Regions from separate parts of the Rattus norvegicus genome. Here region 2 is linked to region 1. The links are chromatin contacts, called in public Hi-C maps. All regions are on one chromosome and are shown on one strand. Each heading gives the region's core, a stretch centred on a gene start, on an enhancer-like site or on the middle of the called end of the contact. The rest is flanking DNA. Distances are from core to core; before and after follow the strand shown.

Evidence for each region. A called contact is a pair of places that touch in the nucleus more often than the background predicts.
Region 2: a Hi-C map of Schwann cells shows a contact between it and region 1, with 2.6 times the contacts expected there. The contact joins the promoter of Ercc6l here to the enhancer-like site in region 1.

What each region holds. Positions count from the first base shown.
Region 1 is chrX:71,112,812-71,115,511 of GRCr8, reverse strand. The region is part of intron 2 of Nhsl2 (NHS-like 2); the gene reads right to left. Among named protein-coding and RNA genes, the nearest start is that of Nhsl2, 100 kb to the right of the region's middle. Within about 2 kb of position 1,256, at least 28 of the 93 cell types and tissues checked have an H3K27ac peak or open chromatin away from gene starts, as enhancers often do. A contact at or near this core is called in Schwann cells, where this site is marked.
Region 2 is chrX:71,299,866-71,302,565 of GRCr8, reverse strand. Ercc6l (ERCC excision repair 6 like, spindle assembly checkpoint helicase) reads left to right here and starts at 1,380. Exons shown (of 2, transcript NM_001098674.1): 1 at 1,380-1,516. The coding sequence starts at 1,449. It overlaps LOC134484080 (a long non-coding RNA gene), which reads right to left and starts at 1,438. Exons shown (of 2, transcript XR_010061429.1): 1 at 1,096-1,438.

The sequences.
Region 1 (2,700 bases), core at 7-2,506:
CACAGACTTTCATGCCACAGATAATTTATTCTGTGGGAGTTTGAGGGAAGACAGTGAGGGGAGGGAGGAGCAGGGAAACTAGGCAAGCTTGTAATCTGAAGATGCGCTAAGCCAGAGGTCAAAACCTTAGCCTCCCTGGCTGAAAGGCTGAAAAGCTCGGTCTGGCCCTAACCTACATACTTGGGCTCACTGCTGGAAGCAACCTTAGATTGCAGAGCCATCTCTCTGGTCTTCTCCTTGAATGAGGGAAGTGAGGCACAGGGAGGTGAGGACAGAGAGCTCTGTACTTTGCGGAGGCTCTTTTCTGTCTGTGCTGTTCGCCATCTGGCCCTTATCTGACCGGCTAACAACGTCTTCATCCTGGACTCCTCTGGGTTCCATGCAGTCTCCTGGACTTCTCTAGCATTCACTGGACAAGAGTGTCTATTGTGTGTCAGTAACCGTTGTATGCCCCCCCCCCCCAGAATGCATCAGCGACCAAAACGACTCTGTCCCAGGGTGCATCGTGAAGTCCTTGCATGTATTTACTTAGGTGCCTTGTGTCAAGCATAGCGCTGTTCAAACATTTGGCTTGCTCCCTTCTCTGCACTGTGACTGGCTTTCCGAAAATAGTGAAGATTTTCAGAATGAATGCATGAATGAATGAATGAATGAATGAATGAATGATGGAGCTTAAGCTTGGGGTTGGGGATGCTGCTCAGTTAAATAGCACTTATCTAGCCCTGAGCAAAAGTTCAAGGACGGACACACACACACACACACACACACACACACACACACACACAGCAATTTCAAGACAAAAAAAAAAACAACAGTGAAACTTTGGTCCCCAGTAAGTAGAGCACTTTCTCTTGCCCTGCATTACTGCCAGCTCAAATCTTAGGCCATTTCCTCAAGTGGCAATCATCAGAGGAAAGAAGGTTGCTGGCTAGGTCCCCTGGGTAGATCCATTTTGAAGGGGTAACCCGCTCTATCAGGGACCCTCTCTGAGGAGAGGACAATGCTGCCAACATTAGACAGCTTGGGCCAAGCAAGAAAGACATTCTTCTGCGGGGCTGGGGGTGGGGGTGGGGAGGATCCACTGCCCCATCTCTCTGTGCAGGGATGAATCATTCTGAAGTGCACTTCCTTTCTCTTAAAAAACGTCTAGGCTGCACTGACGTTCATTCCCCGACTCGCCCCACCTCTGTGCCGCTGTTCATCCCGCCCAGCCAGAAGCAGCTCCAGACTTCTTGGTTTGGCTTGCCAGCAGCTGAACAGCAGCGCCCTCTACCGCCCAGCATCGGGCCTTGATGCCGTCCGTCCGCCCCCAGGAGCGGGGAGGAGCGGGGAGCTATGCGGGGGCGGTGCCCCGCCAAGCAGCCTCCAGTTCCGGAGGTGCGCGGGGACCATGACTCACCGCCCGCCGCTCTTGCCGCCTCCGCACGCGCCTGGTGACGCGCGGAGCTGCACAGAGCTGCTCTGCTCACGCAAACCAGCCGGGGGACATGGTCCTGACGGAACCTGCTCTGCCCTCCCTGCCCAGTCCTGCGTGAAGCCCAGCATTATTCGTGTTTCCAATGCTGGAAGCACTTGTCACCTCCAATGCCATACGACCCCCTCTCCCCCCACCCCGCGCGTCAATTCATTACAACTTCTAATAGGGACCAGAGGAAGATGGGGGCGTTAAGGAGTAGGGGAGGGGCTATATGACTCTGTGAGCGTGACTCCAAAGTTCACGGCGAGATGGGCTTTCGACAGCATCAAATTGCGCCCCCTCCCCCCCTCACACACACCAGACACATTCAGGAAGGGTCACTTAGACGATGATGTCATAAAGGACTTTGAAATTCGAGCATTATAGCAAACATTTACCATTTCAAAAATAAAAGCTGTAAAATAGCTCTTAATGAGAAAGGCAGACAGGTGTGGGGTTTGAGTGTGTGAAATGTTTTGAGTTAAGGAGTGGGGACACAGAGCTGGGCATAGTGACACATGCCTTTAGTTCTAGCACTCGGGAGATGGAGGCAGGCAGATTTCCGTGGGTTCGAGGCCAACTTGCTCCACATAGTGAGTTACAGGATGCCAAAGCTAAGTAGTTGAGAATAGTGAGACTGTTTCCAAAACAAAACAAAACAAAACGGAGCAGGGGACAGGGGCAGGACCTGTGAATTAGTAATGTGTACCAGAAATTGGAACATATGGGGGAGAGAGGCAGCTAAGATAACCCTGGAACCTTGGTAGGGTGTGCAGTTGAATGATTGGCTATGGCTCTGGGGTTAGGAGGGTTTACTGGTAGATCAAAAAGTTATACAGTTAAAGTCCACATCACCTTTGTGCCTGTCTCTGGTGTCTGCCACTGCTGGTTTTATTTTCTTTATTAGTGATATATTGCTTGTTTTCTTAGATTGTAAGTAAAACAGAGCACAGCCTGAAGCTAAGGTCCCGCCTCTGCTTTGGAGACAATAAATGTACAGAAGAGAATCCAGATGTGTGAGGGCAGTGCCTATCCTGTGGGCTGAAGGGAATATAGGTAGGCGCAGAGCTGCTTGCCCAGACAGCATTTGTGGAAGTCAAAGAAACCATAACCCAGGTCCCACTGTCCCCTCTGGGGAAAGTGTGAAAAGCCATAGCTAACAACTGCTTCCATGATGCTGACAGTCTTTGTAGACCTAAGGTTTGCACCTGAGAGAGCCTCTTGGTTCATTTGGACCTTGATGC
Region 2 (2,700 bases), core at 131-2,630, 190 kb before region 1:
AGAACCCCAGAGACTCACAGAGCTAATACCTCTACTACTGAGGTATATAGCCCCAGCACTCACAGGGTCTCAATAAGATGCTTGGGATGGCTTGAACCACGGATTTTGAATTTGTAATCCTTCTGTTTCCATCTCAAAGGTGCTGGAACCCTAGGCTTTGATAAGGTACCTCCATTGATGAAATGAGCCAATTCAAGTCAAATTAAATTATAAAGGCAGGTGTATTGGGGGCAGCTTTTAGGCAAGTTCACTCACCACACAGAAGGGGGTCAGTAAAGTCACCAAGGAAAGGTAGACAGAGAAGAGAAGAGAAAAAAAGAGAAAGCAGGCATGTAGAGAGAAAAGAGGGGAAAAAAATGTCTGAATTACATAATGAAGAGCCGCTGGGTGGCCCAGCCCCTGGGTTGGAAAGTTCAGTGTAGAGGGTGGGGTTTGCCAGTCATGTCCTTTAACAAGGACTGAAGGATGTTGGGAAAACCTAGGGGCCAGGCCCACTTTGGTATGTTATATATGCACCTCAGCCATTTGTCCCTTATCTAAAACCTAACAGGCTTGTGCCGCCAAATCCAGCTATTATTTTTTTTTACATTGAAAATTCTTCAGGATTTCATATATGAGTACTGTGTTAACAAGATTTCCATTCCTTCTAACCTCTCAAATACATAACCTCTTCTATAGAAAACCTGCTGAATCTGTTTAGTACTGTGTAAATAAGGGTCTCTCTCTCTCTCTCTCTCTCTCTCTCTCTCTCTCTCTCTCTCTCTCTCTCTGTGTGTGTGAGAGAGAGAGAGAGAGAGAGAGAGAGAGAGAGAGAGAGAGAGAGAGCTGGGTCTTGAGATCCTCCTGCCTCTGCCTCCTAAACACTGCTATCAGAGGTGTGTACCACCACGAGCGGCTTAGGCTTTGTCTTTGAAAACCTTTCTTCAGTGTCAGCTTTAGGTTGCAGGACTGCACCTCTATGTCTGTGAATTCAAAGTTTGTTCAGTGCCAAGCACTGGCGGGGAGGAAAAGGGGCAATGGAGACCTCTATGGGCCATTACAATAAGATAGCCTCCACTCACAAGGACAAGAGAAACACGCGCGCATTTTACTCACTCTCTCAACTCCTTTCCCTCGCTCTCAGTACTCAAACATTCACACTCATCGCCGCGCGGTTAGCCTGGGAGTGAAATCAACACCGGTCACATGATTCAGCAGCTCAAAATGAAGGGCCACACTAGCTAAGGTAGCAAGCGAGAGCCAATACTCAACTGCGCAGGCGCAAGACCTTCCTGGGCGGGGCTCAGGAAACAGCGCTCGAGCACCAGATCCGGGATTGGCCAGCCTCGCGGCAGGCGGTTGGTTCTACCGGTCTAGTTCCTACGCCCAGCCTGGGTAAGGCGGGAGCGAGCGAAATTCAAGCGCGACTTGGAGAATCCGGTTTCCTTGGCTTTCTAGTTTCCTGGGCCATGGAGGCTTCCCAAGGTTTAGCGGAAGTGGGGACTTTGAGCCCACAACTGGCTGAGAGTTACCTGAGGTATGCTTGGGTCCCCGGACGGGTCTAGTTTGCAGTCCCTGGCCTGGGGTTTAGGTGGAATGGCTCCCACCTCCCCCTAAGAACTGTTTGTGGATTTGACCAGATTTCTAATTCGGGGAGCTCCTCTGCCCCTACGCGCCAGTCAGATAACTATTAGTCAAATAACTCGAGTATGAACTCTTTAAGAGCCTGAATTTCAATTAACTGATGGAGTCTTTGAGTCTAATTTGCCAACCGTTAGACCTGGGCGAAAAAGAGGAAAAGTAGTCCCCAAGCTGTTAGCAATCGGATAGTGGAAATGGGATCTGTAGAAGAAATACTTTATAGTGTATGATGGATGCTGTAAGATGCTTCATTTCCTGGCCAGAATGTTGGCATTAAAGGGAAGGATGGCCAATTATAATGGTCAGTGAACGAAGGGAAGACATATGCTCTTATAGGAACCGTTAAGCTCTGTGAATGAATATGCTTTTACCAGTTGGCTAAGTTGAGCTTAGCACAATCGTACAGGATCCTGTGCTCTCTTCTGGCTATCACATGTACCTATGTGGTGCACTCACATACATGCAGGCAGAACACCCATGCATATAAAATGAAAACAAATTAATTTTATAAATCTACATAAGATAAGCAAAAGATTTGTAGGCACTTCTCTTAAAAACATACTAATAATGGCAAACAGGCACATGAAAGATTGCTCAGAACCACTCATGTGTAGAGAGAAAAAGAACACATCTATAATAGGGTGTGTGGCATCCTGGGACTGGAGATAAAGAGGGTTGTGAGCCACCATGTGGGTGCTGGGAATTGAACCAGGGTCCTCAGGAAGAACCAGCAGCCAGTGCTCCTAGCTACAGAGTCATCTCTACAGTATGTAGGTTTATGTTGTTGACTTGTAGTTTTGGTTATTTTCTTCGAGACAAGGTTTCTCTATGCCTGGCTGGCCTTGAACTCAGAGATCCGCATGCCACTAACTTTTGCCCAGTTCTGGAATTAAAGGCTAGTGCCATCACCACCAGGCATGGATTTGTTTTTTGAGGCAGGTTCTTACTATGTTAAGCCCAGGCTGCTCTTGAACTCTCTCCATCCTTCTCTCTCAGGCCCCATAGTGATGGAATTACAGGTGTGGAACCCCATGTCCCACTGAATTAAAGATCAGTCAGTGTCGGCAGTAGACAGAGCTG